Regions from separate parts of the Mus musculus genome. Here region 2 is linked to region 1. A link is a contact called in public promoter capture Hi-C data. All regions are on one chromosome and are shown on one strand. The core of a region is the stretch at or near the end of the contact, and the rest is flanking DNA. Distances in the headings are between cores, read along the strand shown. Region 1 holds the start of Lrg1 (leucine-rich alpha-2-glycoprotein 1). Region 2 holds the start of Kdm4b (lysine (K)-specific demethylase 4B).

Region 1 (6,339 bases), core at 2,873-5,372:
CTGTATTGGAGGAGCAATGGGGAGGCTGGGAGGCTGCTTCAGGAAGGATGGACTCTGTGGGCTCCCAGCCCAGCCTCGTAGCAATGCTTCAGAACTGAGCATCCATTTTCTCTTTTTTTTTCTTCCTTCCTTCCTTCCTTCCTTCCTTCCTTCCTTCCTTTCTCTTTTTGTTTGTTTGTTTTTATTGGGGGGGGGGGGTGTTCCGAGACAGGGTTTCTCTGTGTAGCCCTGGCTGTCCTGGAACTCACTTTGTAGACCAGGCTGGCCTCAAACTCAAAAATCTACCTGCCTCTGCCTCCCAAGTGCTGGGATTACAAGCATGCGCCACCACTGCCCAGCGAGCATCCATTTTCTTGTGTAAAAATCGGAGAGAAAGTATTCTGGGCCTTCAAGACTCACTCTGAGTCGGCCACAGCTGTGGTGTCTAGAAGCTACATGGCCCAGGTCCCCTGAGCAGCTGTGTTCTGTCCTAGGAACTGTATTGGCAGCCAGGATCCATACTGCGGGTGGGCCCCTGATGGCTCCTGCATCTTCCTCAGACCAGGAACTAGGTATGAGAGCTGGGGGCACGTGGGGCTTATCTAACAACCCATGGTCTGTGTTCCCTTCTCTGTGCCAGTCTGGGTATAGAGACCTCTGTGTTGAGTCTACTTCTGTCCCCTTCTTCCCACCCCAGTGCCACGTTTGAGCAAGATGTGTCCGGGGCCAGCACCTCTGGCTTAGGTGACTGCACTGGTAAGCTGAGAAAGGGAATCCTCTGTGTGCTGTGTGACACAAGCCAGAGACACTCAGTCCTGGAGATAGAGGGTGGACACTCAATCCTGGGGATGGAGGGAGACTTCCTTAGTTAGATGGAAGCCATGGAAAGCTGAGCTCACCCAGTGCTCACGGTCGCCCTCTGGTGGCTGCTGCAAGGAAGGGTGAAAATGAGATCCACCTAATAGAAAAAAAAAAAAAAAAAAAAAAAAAAAACACGCAAAAGGGTCATGGCATAGAGTCCTTGCCTAGAATTCCCTTGTGAGAGGCATGAGGCGTATCATGGACGGAACCCCGCCTAGAATAGAGCCTGGCTCAGTGCCTATCTAGCAGACTTTCAGACTGGTTTCCAAGGCGGAAATCGCACTGCCACTTTCTCCCCATCTGTCCCCAGGACTCTTGCGCGCCAGCCTCTCAGATGACCGCGCAGGGCTGGTGTCGGTGAACCTGCTAGTGACGTCCTCGGTGGCAGCGTTCGTGGTGGGTGCCGTGGTGTCCGGCTTCAGTGTAGGCTGGTTCGTGGGTCTCCGCGAGCGGCGGGAGCTGGCCCGGCGCAAGGACAAGGAGGCCATTCTGGCGCACGGCGGCAGCGAGGCAGTTCTGAGCGTGAGCCGACTAGGCGAGCGCAGGGGGACCGGGCCCGGGGGTCGTGGAGGAGCCGGCGGCGGTCCCGGAGGTCCCCCGGAGGCCCTGCTGGCCCCGCTTATGCAGAATGGCTGGACAAAGGCAGCGCTGCTGCATGGTGGCCCTCACGACCTGGACACGGGGCTGCTGCCCACCCCAGAGCAGACGCCTCTACCCCAGAAACGCCTGCCCACGCCACACCCACACGCCCACGCCCTGGGGTCTCGAGCCTGGGACCACAGCCACGCGCTGCTGTCGGCCTCAGCCTCCACCTCCTTGCTCCTACTGGCGCCCGCCCGCGCCTCTGAGCAGCCCCAGGTGCCAGCCGAGCCGGGCCCGGAATCTCGCCTCTGCGCCCCCAGATCCTGCCGGGCCTCTCACCCAGGCGACTTCCCGCTCACGCCCCACGCCAGCCCGGACCGCCGGCGGGTGGTGTCCGCACCCACGGGCCCCTTGGACCCTTCGGTGGGCGACGGCCTGCCCGGGCCATGGAGCCCACCTGCAACCAGCAGCCTGCGGAGGCCGGGTCCCCACGGGCCCCCCACAGCCGCCCTACGGCGCACACACACATTCAACAGCGGCGAGGCTCGGCCCGGGGGTCATCGTCCTCGCCGCCACCCACCCGCGGACTCTACACACTTGCTGCCCTGCGGGACGGGCGAGCGGACTGCACCCCCGGTACCCTAGGCCAGGCGGATGCCTCGACGGTGCCAACCACAGCGACCCGGGCGCCAGCCCAGGTCACCGAGCCCTACTGGCGCCGAGTGGGGCGCGTTTGTTCCTCACCCACGCGCGTGGGGATCCCCTCGCCACAGGGAAGCACAAGAACCCCCTCCATCCCGGAGGATGCAGGACACGAAGCCCCGGGGTGGGCGGGAGGAGGCTGACCTTTTACCTGCGCATAGACTTTGATTTTTGTTTATTTTGAGTTTTTTTTTTTTTCTAAGAAATTGCACAGCCCCATTCTTACTTGGGGTGGCGGCCGGGGTGGGGGTTGAGGACGTGGGGTGAGGGGAGGCAGCTGCAGACATGAGCCTTCCCGCCTCAACACATCCTCCGTAGAAGGGACCCCCTCCCTGCTCCTGGGTCCCTGCGTGTGTGGGTGTGTGTCCGTGTGCATGGCCTGTTTGTGTGCAAGGGCCCAGGACAGAAGTATGTGTGCGTGTGTGTGTGCGTATGCGTGTGAGACAGGGCCGCCGTGGGTGTGCGTGTGTGCGACTCAGAATGTGGGTGGTGGCGCCCTCAGAGACCCTGGCATTGGCTGAGCCAATGTTGGGCCTTCTGAAAAGAAGCCCAGGGGATGGGGCCTTCAAGGTGCCGGTTTGGAGTTCAAATCCTGCTCCTGCAGAGGGGACCTGGGGGTCCAGGCTGGGAGATGGGGGAACCTGCTTCTAAAGGGCTTGTGGGGGTTTTGGGAGGGTGGAGGTGGGCAGACGCCCCTGTAAATACAGCCCTGGGGTGGTCAGAGAGGCCCATGCCACCCGTCCCCACTTGTGACATCCCCTTCGACCACCAGCTGACCATGCATGCCACGTGGCCAGCTGAGTCCAGGACCCTCTCCAGCCCTATCCCCATCAATAAAACTCTGTTTACATCCACCGGCCCCCTTGACTCTGGGTCAGCTGTTTGTTGGGGGTGATTGGAAATACTTGGGAAGGAAATCCTGCTCTTAGTCACTCACAGGCAAATGGGGGATTGGCCTCTTAGAATCCCAGACTGAGAGGAGAGGTCATGTCAAGGGGTGACAACCTGGAAAACTTTAAGATGAGATGACAACAAGGAGGAACTAGCTGATTGCAGGGGAAACACTTCCTGTGCAAGCAAGAAGACCTGAGTTTGAATCCCTTAGTACTCACAGAAAAGGCCAGGTGTAATGGTACATGCCTGTAATTTTAGCACTTGGGAAGCAGACACAGGAAGGTCCCTGACCTCTTGCAAGTCAGCCTAGCCCAGTTAATGAGAGGTCCTGCCTCAGTAGACAATGTGGAGAACCATTGAGGAAGACACCCAGAATCAACCTGTAGCCTGTGCAAGTGTGTGTGCACATCACACATAGATACAGCCAAAGGTGTCCTCAAAGGCAAATTCATAGCCTTGAAATGCATTTTGCTGTTGTGGGTTTTGTTGTTGGACAGTCTCAGTATGTAGCCCAGTCTGATGTCAAAGTCGAAGTGATTCTCCAGCCTCCATACTCCAACCCTGTGCTATAATGAGATGACATGTGAGGTGTGTCTTCACAACAGACATATGCACCTACTGCACTTCAGGTAGATGGAATCACCAAAGAATCTCTTGACAATCAAGTTCAGCTGTGCAGGCAGGGAAACTGAGTCCCAGAGAACCTAAGCCAGACCTGCTTGGTTCCTTGTGGAAGACTTTACAATCAGAGCCAGGCATTGCTCCTTGTTCAGTAGGAAAGCTACTTGAGCATAAAAAGCAAACAACACATCAGGTGTTCAAGACCAGAGATTTTTTTTTTTCCAACACATTTCCTGTCACCTGCTCAAAGAGCAGCCACGTTCCTGCTCTTATTGCAAACTCAGTCCCTGGATCCTGGTGGGAGAGGACTCAGCCTAGGAGACATTGGGTAGAGCAATCCCCACCTCACCCTTAACTAGGAAGTAAAAGCTGCAGAAAGTCTGGGAAAGGGTGGGCAGGATGCCACAGTCACTGCCAGGAAGGGATGTAGCAATGTTGACCCGGCCCTGGGCTCTTCCTGCTTTGCCTCAGAGCAGAGTTGGGGTGGGGACTATATAAAGCCACCTTCCTGGGGTCTTGAGGACAGACATAGAGGAGCAGCTATGGTCTCTTGGCAGCATCAAGGAAGGTAGGTCTCTACCTGACCAGTTCTGGGCAGACCTGGCACCAAGCTAAGCACAATCATGGGGACATTAGTCTGATCCACTGAGGTGGCCAGGAACAGATTCAGGCCTGCAGGCTGTACAAACAGGCTTACTTCCAGACAGACTGCCAGAGGCCCCCTGAGCAGGAATGGGAGAGGGTCCCTGTCCCAGGTCCCAGGCTTGAGGCTTTGGTCATACCCACTGCAAATCAGGAAGCCCCCGACAGGCCTCTGAGGGCTGTTGTGGAGACCAGATATGCGTACAGAAGAATTCCTGTTCACCTGGACCCTGAGTTCTCCCTGAACACCCAGTGCTGACCACACAAGCCATATGAGAGCTGGACGAAGAAAGGATAAGGCCAATCTGGAAGCTTCTGCCTTCCTGAGAATGGCAGAAAAGGGCTGGTGAAAAGCCAAGCATTGTGGCTGGGGCTTTGCAGAGTGAACACGAGTCCACTGACTCTCCCTCTGAACAGACAACTAGGGAGATAGGGGTAGACCCAGGATACAAACCAGGTTAGAAGTAACTAGGTACTTGGACTGGGAATACTTAATAACTGGTAACCTGTTAGAGGTGGTAGCAGGGGAGGAAGTGTGTAGGGGGTCAGACCCAGGAAGTTTAAGAGTCATAGAGGTAAGTTTTGCTGTGGATCAGGGGCTGCTTTGTGAGAATGAAACCCAGGGTATAGTGTTCCTGGGGCTTTGCAGAATAAATAGGAGCTCACTGGCTCTGCCACCCACCCACCCTGCTAAGGAGACAAAAATAGACTCAGGAAACAAACCATGAGGATCGTCTTGTTCCAGTCCTGGTGAGGAAGGACTCAGTGGGTACAGTTTAGGGTGGTGGCCACGGGGACGGGAAGAAGGGGAGATATTTTTCACCATGGTTCACTAACCTCAGCCTCCAGGATCTCAAGACCTGCCTTGCCAGAACCCTGTTTCTCCTGGCCCTCTTGGGCAGGGTGTCCAGCCTCAAGGAATGCCTGATACTGCAGTCGGCTGAGGGTAGCACCGTCTCCTGCCATGGTCCCACCGAGTTTCCGAGCTCCCTCCCTGCCGACACTGTCCATCTGTCGGTGGAATTCTCCAACCTGACGCAGCTGCCCGCCGCCGCCCTGCAAGGGTGTCCGGGTCTGCGGGAGCTGCACCTCTCGAGCAATCGCCTGCAGGCGCTGTCTCCCGAGTTGCTGGCGCCCGTGCCCCGGCTGCGCGCCCTGGATCTGACCCGCAATGCTCTCCGCAGCCTGCCCCCCGGGTTGTTCAGCACCTCGGCCAACCTGAGCACCCTGGTCCTGAGGGAGAACCAGCTGCGGGAGGTGAGCGCGCAATGGCTTCAGGGCCTGGACGCCCTGGGCCACTTGGACCTGGCGGAGAACCAGCTGAGTTCGCTGCCCTCCGGGCTCCTCGCCAGCCTCGGCGCCCTGCACACCCTCGACCTTGGGTACAACCTGCTGGAGTCGCTGCCCGAGGGACTCCTGCGGGGCCCAAGGCGGCTGCAGCGCCTGCACCTGGAAGGGAACCGACTGCAGAGGCTGGAGGATAGCCTGCTTGCGCCCCAACCGTTCCTGCGCGTCCTGTTCCTGAATGACAACCAGTTGGTCGGGGTGGCGACCGGCTCCTTCCAGGGCCTACAGCACCTGGATATGTTGGATCTGTCCAATAACTCTCTGTCCAGCACGCCCCCGGGCCTGTGGGCGTTCCTGGGGAGGCCGACCCGCGACATGCAGGACGGCTTCGACATCTCCCACAACCCCTGGATCTGTGACAAGAACCTGGCGGACCTTTGCCGCTGGCTGGTCGCCAACCGAAACAAGATGTTCTCACAGAACGACACGCGCTGTGCGGGGCCCGAGGCCATGAAGGGTCAGCGGCTGCTGGACGTGGCAGAGCTGGGGTCCCTGTGAGGATGATGGCTGGGGTGCTGGCCAAGGGCACCCCGCTCGCCACTGAGCCAATGTGGTCCCATGTCAGTGTGCAGATTCCTCATTCCCTCAGCCAGGAATGCTATTCTCGGACTCCCTCTCTGGGTCCTCTCCACTCGCCACAACTCTTCCACCTCTCACTCTTCCTGTGCCGGCCCCCAGGCCACCTTGTGTTTATCTGGCTTTGACACGTCT
Region 2 (6,108 bases), core at 412-2,911, 200 kb before region 1:
TTTGACTGGAGTCTTGCATAGGGACCCTACAAGTTTAGATACAGAACACCCACAAGGCTTGGGGAAAAAAGGAAGGGAAGAAGAAAGCTGACTACAGCTAGAGCAGGGTGGGAAGAAAAGGTTGGCCCAGTCTGGAGACACGCCCTTTTGGTGACTCTGAAGGCAGCAATTACTGGAGAATTAAAGAGAGTGATTAGCCCTTTCCTGGTAGTGGTAGGAGCCCCTGAAGACCCACGTAATGAACCCATTTTGAGGCAGGAGCTGTTTGGGGAACAGTGCAGTCTCCAGCCTGGGGACTGTCAGATACACAACTAATGGGACACAGAGACATCCCGGACCCCCCAACCTTCTGCAACCAAGATCCTCAGCGCCTATGAAGGTGCTGGCACCAGGCTGCAGGCTGAGCAAATCCCACTTGGTTACAGGGAAAGATACACTCTTTCTTTTTGCTTTTTGAAACATACCGGATCCATCCTCTCCATAGTTGAAAAAAACTAGCAACTACTCCGGCAAGACACTTCCCCAGGTGTTAATTATTAAAGCGATGCCATCCTCCGCCCCGCCCCCCCCCCTTTCAGACAGATGGGACAAGGAACCGCGATGCCCGAACCGTAATGGCCAAACCGCACCAGTTACAGCATCAAATCTGCAAACCTGGAATCCCTTATACTCTCAGCTGGCTGACCGAAACCCCTAACAGAACCCCCAAAACCCCCCAGGATATGGCAGTAGGAAAGCCACCCCCAGCTGTCCCCAGCTTTGCCAAGCTTCCCTGTCTGCCGGGATGCCCTGGACTAGTGTGCACGCGGAAAACTGCACATTTCATGGCTTACAGAAAGAAGGGAGCTGGAAAGCAAAGAGACCAGGGTACAGAAGCGAGGTGGAAAGGCTGCCATTGCAATAGCAGATACGTGTACTATTTATTTTCATTTTTAAAATGCAGATTATATGGTGATTTACAGATTCTGGACATGCGGGGGTCAAGTTTGCAAGGCCATGATGGGTGAGTGTTTGGAGGGGACAGCTCCAAACCAAAGGGAACCAAAATGCAAGCGGCGGGGAGCAGGGACTTGGAGTGGGTTTTTTATTTTTAAGGATTTGGGGTTGTTGAAGGGATGGCTGGACCGGGCCACCCACGCTGTCATCTTTTGTGCCCTGGAAAGGGGACGCGGCGCCCCGCCCCCGCCCCGCCTTTGTCCGGCCCCATCGTCAACCCCCCCCACCCACCCCCAAAAAAACACACCCTCCTTTCCCAGGCACACAATCGTTTTGTCGATCAACAAACAGCAGCTTCGCCCGAACGGACAAAAGCGCGGCGTACTCCGCCGCCCTGAGGAGCCGAGTAGGCCGCAGCCAAAGCCTCGGCCTGGAGTGCGCGCGGCGGCCCAAGGTGCGGCGTGGGGGCAGGCATGGCGGCCGCGCGGCCCCCCAAAGGGGCCTGGAAGCTGCTGAGCGCCGCCACGGATCGCACACTCACTCACCTGGCGCAACGCGCGGCCCGGGCCGCAGACAGCAGGCTGAGCGGCGCGTGCCCGGCCGTCTCGCGTCGCCCCCGCCGGCCCTCACTCGCTCGCCCCGGCCACTGGGCTCCGAGCTTCGCCCGGTCTCTTTGCTCCTTCGATGGTTCGCTCGCTCGCGGCCGAGCCCTCAGCAAGAGCCCGGGGCGGGGAGGCGAAGCTTCAGAGGGGCGGGGCGACGGCTCCTACTCGGCCGCCATTGGGCATTCAGCCCACGCCCGCACGCTGATTGGTGGCGGCTGACAGCTCCACCCCTCCCCTCATCAACACCGAGCGGCCCCGCCCTCCGCGACCTGGGGCGGGAGCAGGCACTCGATTTCTTCCCTTCATTGGTCCAACCCCGAGGACGTGCCGGCACCCACTCACGTGCCTAGTGACCGGCTCAGCTTTCAGTGGGTACGAAGCATGCCCGTCAAGATGCACACAGCCAATCCGGCTGCGGTCGGGTGTAGGATAGCCCCGAGCTCACGCAGATTGACAAGCGCGTTCTCAGACTTTACTGAGACAAACGCGGATTGGTGTTTGGTACCGGTCTCTGGGTGCCGAATGGTTGCGACTGAATGTCAATCGCTGTCTTGCTGCTCCAGACTCCACCCTGTGATCGGGCGGCTGCTGAGTACGTGATTTCCTGCACAACATCAGCTCTGGGTCCGGAGACAGTGGTTCGAAACCCAGTAGTTCTAGATCTAGAGTCAGAATTTGAGCCCAGCTTTGCAAAAGGCCGAACTAGGGTAAGAGGATCTCAAAAGCGTTCCATATTGCCCTCCCCAAACGTTCATGAGTTCCCTAAAACGTGCGCGACTTGGTCCACCCCACCCCCCACCTTGAACTGATAGCTGTACCCATGGAAAGCGTTGCAATAACTCAGTGGAAGAGGATTCAATTATCTACTTCTCAAAATGTCCTAGGTCCTACTCTCTAGCTCAGCGTATTGCAAATTGGAGGCCTGGGCACCCAAATTCCAGCTACAGGTGTCCAAGCCCCTGCTCCACACAATTGTTTCCATCTCTTCATTGTGCGATGTGAAGGGAACAGCATCACCACACCAGTCACCCTGCACTCAAGAGCATTTAGTTAAGGTCTGATATCATCCCCATCAATATGCATTTATAATTTTAAATTTTTATTATTTTGTATATATGTGTGGTATATACCTCTACAGGTCAGAGGGCAACTCTGGAGTTTGTCATCTGGGTTGTTAGGCTTCACTGCAAGCTCTTTTATCCAGAGCCTGCTTTGCAAACTACCATTACGGCTTCTATACTTGAGCAAGCAGAGGTGACAACATTCCTGTTTTATGGGGTAGACTAGAAATCCTTCTACTTTAATATCTAACATCTGGAAAGTACCCTCCTTAGAGCAGGTTCTTTGTGCACCCAAGATATTTGTTCTACCCCCCTAGTCTGTTGCTAATTCACTAACTCTCAAGGTTACACATAAATTATTCCAAGCTAGACGAGTCTTGAATTGTTTCCATTGCTCTTCATTGTGCAATGTAAAGAGAACAGCCATCACCCACGCCAGTCACCATGTACTCAGAATTTGGACTACACCATCATCTTTAGTTACATTGAGCTGGAGGCCAGCCAGGGCAACTACATAAGACCCTGTCTCAGGTGAAACAGCTCAGTAAACTTGCCTTCTAGCCAGATGACTTGTGTGACCCACAGGGTGGAGGAAGAGTCCTTTGTCCTTCGGACCTCCACAGGTGGCACATGTCTACCTGTGCAAGTGCACACATACAAGTACACACACACAAACACACTCCAATGTCTATCAGTCCTGTTAGCACTCAGTGCCTGGAAGCAATTGTTTTCTATCCTTCAGGATGTCTGTACTATTCTGTGCTCAGAAACAGAATCCCATGTGGTCATTGCCACCACATTTTCCAGAGCAGGTGACCTGTGTGAAGGACAGGTAGATTTTTAAATTTAGGAGTGGATTTTTTTTTTTTTTTTTTTTTTTTTTTTTTTTGGTTTTTCGAGACAGGGTTTCTCTGTATATAGCCCTGGCTGTCCTGGAGCTCACTTTGTAGACCAGGCTGGCCTCGAATTCAGAAATCCGGCTGCCTCTGCCTCCCAAGTGCTGGGATTAAAGGCGTGCACCACCACGCCCGGCAGGAGTGGATTTTGTTAAGTTTGCTCTGCTCTCAGGACTGTCTACACAGTGGCATAGACACTTGCCTTGAGCTGGAGAGATGGCATAATGGTTAAGATTGTATACTGCTCTTCCCGAGGGCCTGAGTTCAAATCCCAGCACCTATGTCAAGTGGCATACAACCACCTCCAGCTCCAACCCCAGGGGATCCAACACCTGTGGCCTTTACAGGTACCCACTCACATTCATGATTTGCTAAAATAAACTTCTGAAATAAATTTTCTAATCATAAATTTTCTGACATCTTTGATAGGGTGGCCCATGCTCTTAGTTGTAGCAGTAGGAAGAGGCCGGCAGATCTCGGATTTCCAGGTCAGCCTTGGATGTTTTGTGCTGAGAATATAACCATACCCCACTGTATTTGAGTGGTTTTTGTTTGAGGCAAGGTTCTTGTTAACAGACCTGGCTATCCTGGAACTCTTTGTAGACCAGGCTAGCTTCGTGAACTCAAGAGATCTACCTGCTTCTGCCTTTTAAGTGCTGGCCTCGAACTCAGAAATCCGCCTGCCTCTGCCTCCCAAGTGCTGAGATTAAAGACGTGCGCCACCACTGCCCGGCCAGAATTTTATTTTATTGCAATATGTTAACAATCTAACAAGGAAAAAATACCCCACACAAAACAAAACACAACCCTTAGAACTGTGCTGTCCAGTCTGCCTGTAGTAAATGGTTTAGTTTCCATGAGACACACCTGCACACTTTGGTAAAGTTACAAAAGAAACAAAACCTACCAAGGAAAACATCTTCCTCAGTACAGGCTGTAACTACAAAAGAAATTCATCGAGGAAACCCATTTATCTCGCTTTAAAAAATAAAAATAAAAAAACCCATAATACAGAAACCCTCAGAATTCTGTTGCTGAGTTAAAAATGAGATGGAACTGATAACACATCTCTGCCTTCCATGACACCCAGTCAGTGCACTCTCTGAAAACCAGGCTTTCAAGGTAGACATCCAATGCTCAGTGGTGAGGGGAGTGAAGAAGTGGCCAGCCCAAGGCACATGCAGCTTCAGCCCAGCTGGTCCCCTGGCCTGAGGCCACAGCCAACTCCCCTCTGCAATCATGTCAGTGAATGGCGCGGGCCAGGGCATCTATGAAGGTCTGAGGGGCAGCTGCAGGGGCCACCCCTGGAATGAAGCACACAGATAGCTGCCAGGAAGACATGTCTGGGCTTTTCAAAGATGGGTGCAGATGGTTTCTAGGCAGCTGGTGTGGGGAGAACTCCTACCAGCATGACATGAGGCCTGGTATGAAACTCAACGGTTTCTAAACCCATCTCAAAAAAAAAAAAACAAAAACAAAAACATTTTTTTCCTTCTCTTGGACAATAAATCGCAGGCTTTGTTATAGAAAGGGGGTGGAGGGATGAAAAACAGAAGTCCAACTGGTAGCCAGAACATGGGATTCCTATAGATGCCTGGTTAACTGGTGACCAGATCAGAAGAGTTGCCACAGGCAGACGTGAAGGACAACACCTTCAAGCTAAACACACTATGAAGTTGGAACCATGAGCCCTCTGCCTGGGTCTCAGCATCACCGGCCGCTGCCATAGCCAGGGAAGAGCTGGTTGAGAATGGTCTGCAAGGGCTGGTTCACCCGGGTTGGGGAGCTGTGGTCCAGCTCAAAGCGACAGGCTGGGCAGCTGAACACCTGGGCCCGGAAGGACCTGTCCAGACAGTCCTGCGTGAGAAATAGGCAGGGTGAGGGGACAGCTCAAAGTAGCCCCACAGGACTCCGTCCTCTCACGTACACACAGAGCTCCCTCTTGGTAGCTCCTGGCAACATCCCAAAGGCTGTTGGGGTCTGGGATCTCTATAAAAGACACAGCTGAGGCAATTGTCAAGAAACCCCGAAAGTGCAGAGGGTGGTTCCAAGCCATGCTCCCATCGCAGTAACCCCTGCCTCCTCACCTTACAGACGTTGTGCTGACACACGGTGGTGACTGGCCGGAACACCAGCTCCTGGCAGCAGATGCACTGGAAAGCCTCTTTCACCTTGCTCAGGAAGATCTGGTACTGCAAGGCAAGTGAGAGGGCCCACTTCCATCACTCTCGCCCCAGCCACAAGACAAGGGTCTCCCACACCCATCTGACCCTCAGCAAAGACTGAGGACACTGCAGTGTAAGACACAGAGACAAGGCTTCAGACACTGAAAATGGCAGGAAGGGGCTGAGCCTCTTCAAGTCCCTCTAAGTCCAGACCTCTGATTTCAGCACTGAGACACATACAGAGTCTGAACTGATCATCCAGACTCAGTCTGTAACAAGTAGAGGCTTTATTCAGTTTGACCCTGAATGAGCCCCAGAAACTGGCATCCCCAGGACAGCAGCCGTCATGGCAGGGTCTCATGTCACAGCCTCGCTAAAGGCAGGTACAGGTCTTCATTAACACACATACATAGCAGTTACAAGATACAGGACTCTCACTCTGGGG

Evidence for each region. Promoter capture Hi-C pulls out the DNA fragments that hold promoters and counts their contacts.
Region 2: a contact with region 1 is called in a promoter capture Hi-C map of embryonic stem cells, with 3 times the contacts expected there. The contact joins the promoter of Kdm4b here to the promoter of Lrg1 in region 1. A contact is called at or near these places in 14 of 39 promoter capture datasets (the 3T3-L1 cell line, the C10 cell line, the HPC-7 cell line and 9 more), 2 of 15 datasets of contacts at CTCF or cohesin (large pre-B cells and pro-B cells), 7 of 484 Hi-C or Micro-C datasets (the CH12 cell line, the G1E-ER4 cell line, embryonic stem cells and 4 more), 9 of 115 datasets of contacts at active chromatin or transcription factors (the HPC-7 cell line, embryonic stem cells, kidney and 4 more) and 4 of 9 other capture datasets (adipose tissue, liver, macrophages and 1 more).

The regions. Positions count from the first base shown.
Region 1 is chr17:56,119,729-56,126,067 of GRCm38.p6, reverse strand. It overlaps Lrg1 (leucine-rich alpha-2-glycoprotein 1), which reads left to right and starts at 4,122. Exons shown (of 2, transcript NM_029796.2): 1 at 4,122-4,207; 2 at 5,124-6,339. The coding sequence starts at 4,182. The coding sequence ends at 6,126. It overlaps Sema6b (sema domain, transmembrane domain (TM), and cytoplasmic domain, (semaphorin) 6B), which reads left to right. Exons shown (of 17, transcript NM_001130456.1): 15 at 474-551; 16 at 677-735; 17 at 1,151-2,983. The coding sequence ends at 2,067.
Region 2 is chr17:56,321,603-56,327,710 of GRCm38.p6, reverse strand. It overlaps Kdm4b (lysine (K)-specific demethylase 4B), which reads right to left and starts at 1,661. Exons shown (of 23, transcript NM_172132.3): 1 at 1,482-1,661. It overlaps Uhrf1 (ubiquitin-like, containing PHD and RING finger domains, 1), which reads right to left. Exons shown (of 17, transcript NM_010931.3): 16 at 5,586-5,690; 17 at 4,225-5,355. The coding sequence ends at 5,209.